2 separate regions of the Sus scrofa genome follow, and region 1 is linked to region 2. The links are chromatin contacts, called in public Hi-C maps. All regions are on one chromosome and are shown on one strand. Each heading gives the region's core, a stretch centred on a gene start, on an enhancer-like site or on the middle of the called end of the contact. The rest is flanking DNA. Distances are from core to core; before and after follow the strand shown.

The links. Hi-C and Micro-C count contacts between places; a contact is called where the count stands out from the background.
Region 1: a Hi-C map of embryonic fibroblasts shows a contact between it and region 2, with 4 times the contacts expected there. The contact joins two enhancer-like sites. A contact is called at or near these places in 1 of 5 promoter capture datasets (liver), 9 of 47 Hi-C or Micro-C datasets (brain, embryonic fibroblasts, fetal skeletal muscle and 4 more) and 2 of 2 datasets of contacts at active chromatin or transcription factors (alveolar macrophages and skeletal muscle).

Annotation. Positions count from the first base shown.
Region 1 is chr9:38,330,083-38,335,854 of Sscrofa11.1, forward strand. The region is part of intron 3 of LOC110262223 (a long non-coding RNA gene); the gene reads right to left. Among named protein-coding and RNA genes, the nearest start is that of RDX, 33 kb to the left of the region's middle. Within about 2 kb of position 3,644, at least 12 of the 83 cell types and tissues checked have an H3K27ac peak or open chromatin away from gene starts, as enhancers often do. A contact at or near this core is called in embryonic fibroblasts, where this site is marked.
Region 2 is chr9:38,014,274-38,019,434 of Sscrofa11.1, forward strand. No RefSeq gene overlaps it. Among named protein-coding and RNA genes, the nearest start is that of ZC3H12C, 120 kb to the right of the region's middle. Within about 2 kb of position 2,133, at least 15 of the 83 cell types and tissues checked have an H3K27ac peak or open chromatin away from gene starts, as enhancers often do. A contact at or near this core is called in embryonic fibroblasts, where this site is marked.

The DNA.
Region 1 (5,772 bases), core at 2,394-4,893, 320 kb after region 2:
GTTCCACTGAAAGTCTATAGCTGCAAGTCTATTCATTCTCTAACCCTGGTGATTTGATAGTTTAGCCCACATGCATAGCTGAGCACCGCTCTGCGTTCTTCTCAGAGCCCCAGGGCTTCAAAAGGGAATTTGGAAGGAAGAGGCAAGCGTGTAAACCTATCACTGAAACTGCACAACTCAGATTGGGATTGGGACTGGAACCCACAGGTTGGAAGGCTAACCCAGCCAAAATCCAGATTGAGACTTAAATCCACTGTTTTTTAATTACAATCACAAACCAGCTCTCAGGACTTACTATAAATTCAGGTTCTTTACGTCTCCGCACAGAAGGAACTCAGCAAGAGGCAAAGTGATAGGTAAGAAGTAGATTTATTGAGAGATAGACAAAGCGTGGGCAATGAAGCGGGGAGGACCTGGGAGACAGACATTCCATAGACAGAATGCAGTCCATCTCAAAAGGCAAGAGTGGCCCTGGTAGAAACACATTCCACAGACAGAGTGGGGCATCACAGAAGGAAGAGGCCCCAAAATATGGGCTAGGGACTTTTCGTGGCCTGGGTAATTTCATAAGCTAACGAGTGGGAGGATTATTCCAACTATTTTAGTGAAGGGGTGAGGATTTACAGGAATTGGGCCACTGCCCACTTTTTGGTTTTTTATGGTCAGCCTCAGAGCTGTCTTGGGGACTGTGGGCATGTCATTTAGATGCTAATGTATTACAATAAGCATAGAACGAGGCTCAAGGTGCACAGGAATTCAAATTTTCTGCCTTCTTGGATCTGGTTGGTTCTAACCAGTTTCTGTTTTGTGCTCAATGGCTATGTGATTTTTTTCAAGGTCGTGCCCTGCCGTCTTCTCTCCTGCTTCATAAATGACAATAAAGTTTCAAAGTTCTATATAAGGAAAGAGGAAGTGATCGATCTTGTTGAGCATATACTCGTGAGGCTTCAGAAAAGACTGTTAGTGTAATCTCAGAGGTGGTAGGTAAGCAGCCAAGCAGCCGTGGTAAGAGGGGGAGGAAAGCATGAGGTGCAAGTGGATGGAGGGGGGAAATCGGCTGACAGATGGAGGGACCGAATAGCAAAGTGTCATAAAGCAGAAAGAGAGAGGGTTGGAGAGAGTTCTAGGGTCCAGGATGTAGGGGATGAGAGAGAGAGAAAAGAGATCAAGATTTTAAAAAATAGCAGATGATATAAACTTCCTCTGCAGAGCTATGAGTAAACAAGAAGACGCACCTTACTCTCTGAACCTTGAACAGACTTTGTGCTTACAACGGGGCTATACTGACACATGAAAGTTAATCAGTCTGCTTCCTGGGATTCATAACCCAAAATGCATTTATTATCTCGAAACTACAAGACTAAGTTTTTGCTCTCCACTCTTTCTCAGCTGGTGGGGTTCTTTATTGGTTGAGGTGACCCAAATTTTCATTTCCAAGGGATCTGTGCACATAGTGGCCCTGACTGTGTAGTGTTACTACTTCCGTGTGTCCCCTTCTGACTTTTGACACTGACCATGGAGTACGTGGAGGCATACTGGGGTCACCTCTCCACTCCTGTTATGCTACAATAACGTTTTCTCTTTCCCTTTATAGTCAGAATTGATTGCCCAGGCTACACCTGAACTTTCCTTTTTGTCTGTGTGCCAAGAAATGAAAAGGCAGGAGTTCTGTTTTCCAATTCAGTGGAATCTTTAATGTGTCCCTCAGCAGAAGGCTCTTCCTTGGACTCTAAACCCAGAGGCCCTTGCTCTCCAGGAAGGTGGGCAGTGAGATGTACTAACGTGGTATAGCTGGTGTCTGTTAATCAGGGAAGGACCCTCTGAGAACCAGGCTCAGGCTTTCTTCTTCAGTCAGCAAGTCACAGGGAGTTCCTACCGGGCCATGTGTGTGAGCCGGAGGGAGACTGGTTTCCTCAGCTCTTCAAGTCCAGGCAGGGCACTCTGTCTGTCACATCGAGACCACTCACAATGGGGAATCCTGCCTGTGGGGGGACAGGGCAGGGACCTGGGGCCGGGACAGCCCGGTTTCAGGCTATCCAGCCCTCTTTCACTTAAGCATTATAAAAATACTCATCTAAAAGTTTTCAGTACCCTAAACCTTTATTCCATCTGGAAGTTCAAGGTAGGCCTCCAACTTTATTCTTTCTCCAAATGATTAAAGTGGTTGTCCAAATAACACATTTCTTTCCACCAGTTTATTATATAATCAAATCTCATTCATATCTACTTCTGTATTCAATATTTTGTCATATTCCTTGTCTGTCTACTCCTGCAGCAGTATCTCAGCAGTAAATACTGCCGTTTAAATAACTGGCACAGTCCTCCCTAATAGTCTTCTTGATTGGGATCTTCCTGGCTATTTGTGCACATTTTCATTCTTCCAAATTTTAAAATTGTTTTCCCAGGTTCCAAGAGAATTCCATTAGAGTTTTTACTGGGCTGTAATACATTTATAGGTTGGTTTTAGGAAAAACTGACATCTTTACAATGTGTGTCTTTCAGGCCAAGAATATGATGTGGCTCTTTATTTACGTAAGTCTTCTTTCTCATTGGACATGGGTTCTTAGTGATATGAACTAGTTTCTTCTCAAGAGACTATTTTCTTGATACTCATCTTGCTGTGAGAAGCAAGTTCAACATGAAATCATTTCATGTTGGGTCACCAGGTCCTCTCGACAGTTAGCATAAACATCTGGGTGTATTGTTGAAAACTGTGTTGTGATGATTAACTATCCAAGATTCCAGGTTGGGGTGTTTTTTTGAACTGAATATAGACAGATGGCCAGTTGGAAAAACTGCTTGGAAAATTCAAGGCATCCAGAAACCACGAATGTGTATTTTTGTTATTTGTCTATGAAGGATTTCTTTCTTTCTTTCTTTTTTTTTTTTTTTTTGTTTTTTTCTGAAACATTGTGTCTTTCTTCCAGAGCAGGAACAGAGGCTATAATGTTATCTTGGCCACATATTTGTGGCACATCTGAGAACTGTTTGCATAAATGCACTGGCTAGAAGCCACATCTACTAGTCCAAAACCTATTCTAATATTGACAAGACAATAAAGAAGAATGGTGTGTGCCAAGTTGTTTGACAAAACTTGCCAAGGAAGTCACCATGCCTGCTTTCTTTTTCCATTGTGTATTCAATACCTAACACAATGCCTGATATAGAGCTGGTGACTAACAATTTATTGGAGAAAAGAGTGGAGTCTTTAGCAGGGATTTATCTGTATGCTTTTTATGGTAAAAACTTGAACAGTGTAATTTGTTACCAGGCTGGCTGACCACCAGCCCCCTCTGCCTTCATGGCAGCATCCACAGCTTCTGGATTGGTAACTGAGACCATTGAGACCTCCTGCCTTTGCTCCCTAACAGCCTTCTCCAGGGTCTGCTTTTAAAGCATGGTCAGCTCCTCCCAGTCCACCTTCCATCCCAGTGGTGGGTGTTCCCAAAAAGGTGGCTTCTGTTTTTCCTTCCCACCAGCCTCTGTCATCAAAGATCATTTGTGTCTCATACCCAGCCAAGTCCCCAAACCTTGAACAACCACACTGACATTTTGCTGTTGGCACTGGAATCAGAGAGTACCATGCTACAATTTGAGTGCTGGAATGCCATTGTAATGACAGACTTTGCCTAGTCTCATTTTTCCATGATGAGTAGGCTAGCGGGCTAGAATGAGTAATCATAGGCAGAATGAGGCCATGAAAATACTTTTTACCCAGGGTTGCAGATATGGGTTTGTGAGTAAAAATGATGTTAAGTCAAAGAGAATGCAGGGTAAAAGAGAAGCCCAGGTAGTCAAAGGCAGGGGAGTCTGTGACTGGTGTCAGGAGCTGGAATGGTGTGGACTGGAGACCAGAGACTATTAAAGGATAGAGCCAAGATAGCTGCAGCCAAAAGCTGAGCTTTTACATGCTTCTAGAGGTACATGGCATGCATGGTTCAAATTTGTTTAAATGTCCTAGGATGAAGCAGACAAAACAGAGAATGATTGTTAAAGAGGCTACTGCAGTTAAGCGAGAATTATTAAAAGATAGGGGAGTCACAGTGGGAACAGAGAGGCCAGGAACAGATTCTAAAGTCATTTCAGAGCAGTGGAAATGAATCCAACTAGGAACCGTGAGGATGGGGGTTTGATCCCTAGCCTCACTCAGTGGTTTAAGGATCTGATGTTGCTGTGGCTGTGGTGTAGGCCAGCAGCTGTAGCTCTGATTAGACCCCTAGCCTGGAAACCTCCATATGCCTCGGGTGCAGCCCTTAAATGCAAAAATAAATAAATAAATACATAAATAAATACTTAAAGTCATTTCAGATACAGAAGTAGTGGGAACGAATGATTGTACTGCTCAGCCAAAAGTCAGGAGTTCTAGATGTATAAGTTGTGGTGGGGAGAAAGTGAGAATGGAAAAAACTCAAATGACAGAATATGGTCCATTGTAAGAACTCAGAAAGCACAATGATCACCGTCATGGGTCCTTTTCAAACTGGCTATTTCTTTATTTTTTACTTTTTGGTCTTTTTGTCTTTTCTAGGGCCGTTCCAGCGGCATATGGAGGTTCCCAGGCTAGGAGTTCAATCGGAGCTGTAGCTGCCGGCATACACCAGAGCCACAGCAATGCCAGATCTGAGCCGCGTCTGCGACCTACACCACAGCTCACGGCAACGCCAGATCCTTAACCCACTGAGCGAGGCCAGGGATCGAACCTGAAACCTCATGATTCCTAGTCAGATTCGTTAACCACTGAGCCACGACGGGAAATCTCAAACTGACTATTTAAAATGCATTATCATTTTTACTCTAAGAGCAATAGCCTTTAAAATTACTTTCATTTTAACAGTTCTGAGAGTGTTCTCACCCAGGTTTACATAGCATACCTGTAAAAAGAACTGAATCTCTGCATCCTGCTGTTGGACTCCACTCATACTTGTGCTTCAGCCCTCACAGTCCCAGGCTAAGGCAGAATTACACACACAGACACAATCTCCTAAATTTTAAATGTGATTTCTGAGATTAAAATTAAAATCATTTCACTGTTATCAATACTTCCAGGAGTCCCTGTTGTAGTTCAATGGGTTAAGAACCTGACATGGGAGTTCCCATCGTGGTGCAGCGGTTAACGAATCCGACTAGGAACCATGAGGTTGCGGGTTCGATCCCTGGCCTTGCTCATTGGGTTAAGGATCCGGTGTTGCCGTGAGCTGTGGTGTAGGTTGCAGACATGGCTCGGATCTCACGTTGCTGTGGCTCTGGTGTAGGCCGGTGGCTACAGCTCCGATTCGACCCCTAGCCTGGGAACCTTCATATGCCGAGGGAGCAGCCCTAGAAAAGGCAAAGTCAAACAAACAAACAAAAAGAACCCGACATGGATCCGGAAGGATATGGGTTCAGTCCCTGGTCTCACTCAGTGTGTTAAGGATCCAGAGTTGCTGCAAGCTATGGCAGAAATCACAGATTTGGCTTGGATCTGGCATTGCCATGGCGTGGTGTAGACCTCAGATGCAGCTCTGATTCAACACCTGGCCCAGGAATTTCCATATGCCGCAGGTGCTGCCCTAAAAAGAAAAAAAAAAAAAAAGCTTACAGCTATAGATAGGTAGATAGATGCATATACATATACATATAGATAAATAGATAAATAATGTATAAATACTGTTAAATGTTTTTGGAACTAGGGAGGTGACCTCATTGTTGTACCTTTTTCAGGAACACCTAGAGTGATAAGCAGGACCTGGTACCTACCTTGTTCTCCCTCTTCCTCCCTCCCTTCACCTCTTC
Region 2 (5,161 bases), core at 883-3,382:
GACTGGGAGTTTGGGGTTAGTAGATGCAAACTATTACATTTAGAATACAAAATAAGGATAAGCAATGAGGTCCCGCTGTATAGCACCGGGAAATATATCCAGTTACTAGTGATAGAACATGATGGGAGATAATATGAGATAAAGAATGTATGTATGTATGTATATTATATGTATGTATTATTGGGTCACTTTGCTGTACAGCAGAAAATGACAGAACATCATGGATCAATTATAATTTAAAAATTTAAAAAAAGGAGAGAAGATTGAGTGCAGGAGAATAAGAAAGAAGAAAACAAAGAACACGCAAGTGTTTCAACAAACTATTCGGTTACATCAGTGTTTTTGTTTCACGGTATTTTAACTCCCTCTTTGTCATAGTTTCTTTCCACACCTTCATGTACAGTAACTTCATGGATGGCATCGTACTGGTCTCAGTTTCTGCTCATAGAGCTGGCCCCATTCCGTCTGGAATAATCTATCCTTCCACCCTCTCCAATGTTTCCCCAAGGCCAGCTCTCCATGGATCTCTAGGTCTTAGCTAACACCTCACCTTCTCTGTCCTTGGCTGATTACCCCGTTTCTCCATCTAAAATAGCTGTAGTCCCATGGCTATTTGCCCTCCACTGCCCTCAACCGGGGTTCTCTAGCTCAACCCTGCATCATTGCCTTTGGAGACTTTAGCACAATTTATAATGACTTTATTTATTTCTTTGTTCATCTGTTTTCTCTCTCCCTCATTAGAGTATTAAGTACAGGAGGGCAAGAACCTGTCATCACTGTTGTGTTTCCCGTAGACATTCGGTTGACACTCAACAAATATTTGGAAAGTAAATGGCCTTGTGTACACATGTATGGGTCACTTTCCTCTACAGCAGAAATCAACACAACACTGTAAATCAACTATACTTGAATAAAAACATTTTCATTAAGTGTTTGTAATACAACATTTAATGCGGCAGACAGAGCAGAATTATTGTCCTCATTTTATAGTAAGAAAATCTCAGAGGTGCTCCAATCACTTGCCCTAAATCATACAATCAAGACCACAATGGTTCCTTTTATTTAAGCCCAAGATTTGAGCCAGGCTTCCTTCTAATAAAGTGATATTGGGCACTTTACAGAATCACTGTGCTTCCATTTCTCTACCTGTAAAATAGAGACTATAATAATCTATCTCACTATTGTTATGAGGACGAACTAAATCAGAATATAAAGCATTTAGAACAAAAAGCACAATATGGGTTAGTTATTATCAGCATTGCATGGTTCTCTTTAGCTCAGAACTGTGGTTTTTTTTTTTGGTTTGGTTTGGTTAGTGCCTCATTTTCCAAAGCAGAAATGTCTTTTAAAGCATAAATCCTTTAACGGTACTTAAAATTCCAAAATAAAAATTGTCGTAAAAAGAACATGAAAGCAGTGGTCATTTTAAAAATGCACTTTATCAAACAACAATAAAGAGCTGGGTAGCCACCTCTTTTCCAACTCTGTCTCCTTCATGGACCACCACCTGGAAACCCCACTCTAATGAAACAAAGAGCCTTTACCAGACGTAGCGACTTCCAAAATTTCCCAGCCACGGCCTCCCAAATGGCAGGATAACCCTTATATATTATCCACTTTAGAAAAAACAGCACAAGGAAGAAATGTCTCGAGATGAATGAAAGTATTTGAGGAGAGGACACTTTTGGGCAAAGGAACCATTGTGAAGCAGGACTTTGAGAGCTGATAAAGAGTTTAGGGGCCTGAGTCACATGCTAAAAGTCATGGCTCGCTGCCTCCCCCAGGACCCCAACACAAACCAGAGACAAGGATTCTAAGATATGAGATGTCCAGCGCTGAGCTGCAGTGTGTTGAGCTAAACTAACCACTCTAACCAATTTTTACTTCTCCCTGAGGCTTGTAATTTAATGGCCTTTAATTCCACATTTAGAGAACAGGGCTTGGAATGTATTTCCATTGAGAACAGGAATGTATTGACTTAATTTCACAGAAAGATGTAAAAGCCTGATACCTAGATCACAGATCTCGATGAAGGCAGTAGCACTGACTTCTGACTGTGCGTGTTATGGGCTGAGTTCAGGGGAAGAGGGTGGTTGTGAAGCACAGGGGATAAAGCAGTTCTGAAGGGAAGCCCGCACATCAAAGGCAAGCAGGCATCTTAGAGTTCTGCCAAAGATGGTTAACTGTTGACCAGTCATCACCTGGGTTCCCTTCCTGGCGCCTGTGGAGGCTGACCTGTTTTATAAACCTCATCAATGCATTTATGAAGGTCAGAAGTTGCTAGTGACCGAAAGAAAGGCTCTATTTTCTTTCACTTTAATTTCCGAGTTACCAGAGGCCCTCTTGCTTCATTGGGCAGTGCAGGCTCCGACCACGAGAGGGAGCCGCACCATCAGCTGTTTGATAAATTGACTTCAAACCCACGTGCTGTGGCTGTGACTGTACCAGTTCCCTCAGAAGCATAAATCAAACATTGATCTGATCATCTCTCTTTTATGACCTTCCAGGATGTACTTTCTCAGATTCAGTGTTGTAAGGATGTTAGCAAATGGAGTTCTCAGAGACCTGGTTTCCTTTCTGCAGCAGAAAGTCTTGTGACATGCCCCTCCTCACCCCCCAAAGGCAACTGTCCCCATACACAGCTGAGGCCTAATCTGACAAAGTTCCCCCCCCCGCCCCACCCCATAACTCCAACAGTAAACAGACCAAAGAAATAACCCAAAACACTCATTCTCCAAAACTGCACTGGTGCTAGGTTACATAATACAGGAACCCAGCAGGATACTGGCCCAGTCATTTAGACTGGGGCCAAATTGCTTCCTCTGCTCTGTGCCAGCTAAGAAACACCCAGATACCAAGTGCATACAAAGTAGGAAGAAATGCAGGAAACTAGTATTGTAATGGAGCAGGACCCTATGGGGCCCCCTGGGCAGACCTCTCCCTCACACCCTTTGCTTTAGCTCTTCTCCTAAATACCTAGATAATAGTATCAGATGCACATATCCTGAGTTGTTTTACAGATGCTAAAACCTCCAGCAAACACAAGGCATTGACTATTTAACCACCTTGACCATGTAGCCCCCAGGCCTCCTGGAGCCTGAAGATTGATCTTTAATTCCTGTGATGGGGCCTGTTACCTCACCATCAACCAATCAGAGAATTGTGTACCAGCTGACCACCTACCCTGGAACTCTCCTCCCTCACTTTGCCTTGAAAAATGCTCTCCTGAAACCCACGGGGAGTTTGGGTGTTTTGAGACGAGGTGCCCTGGGCTCCTTTGCTTGGTGCCCTGCAATAAACACTGCGCTTTCCTTGGACTTTTTGTCCATTTCCCCCAATGTTTACATTTACAAAAATGAAGGACAACATTACAGCCAGGATGTTGACATTGATTCAGTCAAGATGCAATATTTCCATCATCACGAGAATCCCTCATGCTATCCTTTTACAGCACCCATGTCCCCTTACCATCCTGCTGTACCCCCACGCCTTAGACCCTGGCCACCACTAATTTGTTCTCTATTTGTATAATTTTGTCATCTTGAAATTGCTATATAAATGGAATCATACAGTATGCAACTTTTTAAAATTGGCTTTTTTCACTCAGCATCATTCTCTGGAGATTCATCCACACTGTTCATAGTTCATTACTTTTTATTGCTGAGTAATACTCCATGATATAGATATACCCTAGTTTCTTTAACCATTCATCCATTGAAGGATACCTAAATTGTCTTGAGTATTTGCGGATGACAAATAAAGCTGCTATGAACATTCATGTATAAGATTTTATGTGAACATAAATTTTCATTTCTCTGGAATAAATGTCCAGGAGCAGTTGCTGAGCCATGTAGTAGTTGCATATTTAGTTTTTTTTTTTAAGAAACTGCCAACTGTTTTCCGGAGAAGTTGTACAATTTTTATTCTAACTAGCAATGTATGAGTGATCCAGTTTCTCCTAATCCTAGCCAGTTTTTGGTATTGTCACTTTTTTTTTTTTCAAATTTGAGCCATTCCAATAGGTGCATAGTGCTATCTCATTACAGATTTATATTGCATTTACCTGATGACTAACTAATGATGTTGAACATCTTTTCTTATGTGCCATCCATGTATCTTCTTTAGTGAAATATCTTTGTGTCTTTTGCCCATTTTCTAATTAGATGGATTGATTATTTGCCATTGAGTTTTGAGAGTTCACTTTTTAAATACATTCTTGAGGCTAGTACTTTGTCAGATATGTGGTTTGCAAATATCTTCTCTCAATCTGTAGCTTGTCATTCTATCCTCCCATCAGGGTGTTTCTCAAGGTAAAAGTGCTTAATTTTAATGATGTCCATTTTATTTTTTTATCGATCTTAATATTAGTATTAAGTCTAAGAATTCTTTGCCAGCTCAACTGTGGCAGTGACCTTAACTGTGGCAGTGACCTTAACTCACTTGCCACAGGGAACTCCTTGAGTTAATTTTTATGTAAAATGTAAAGTTTGAGATCCATTGATTTTTTTTTTTTTTTTGCCTATAAACCTTCAATAGTTTCAGCATCATTTGTCGAAGGCCTGCCTTTCCTCCACTGACTTGCTTTTGCACCTTTGTCAAAAATCAGTTGGGAGTATTTGGTGTGAATCTATTTATACCATCTCTAATCTGTTCAGCAGATCTCTGAGTCTGTCTCTCAACAAATTCCACATGAATTTGATTATTGTAGCTAAGTAATGTCTTGAAATGAAGTAGACTGATTTCATTTTGTCCTACCTTTTCAAAATTCTTTTAACTATTTTATTTTTTTCTGTTTATAAATTTTCAAATAATCATGTCTTTACAAAAAAAAATATTTCTCGGATTTTGGTAAAAATTCTATCAAACTTGCATATCCGTTTGGGAAAAATTACTACCTTTACTATGATCTATCTTCCAACTTGTGACCATAATATATCTCTCCCTTCACTTAGCATACCTTTGACTTCTTTCATGAGTGTTTTACAGTTTTCAGCATAAACTTCCTATGGATGTTTTGTCAGATTTACATCTATGTATTTCAAAGTTCTCAATCATCAAGCAATTGGAAATAGCATTTTCAATTTTCATGTCCATGTGTTCATTTAAACAGTATGTCTAGTGTACGTAGAATATACGGTTGGTTTCCTATGTGTGTCATGCA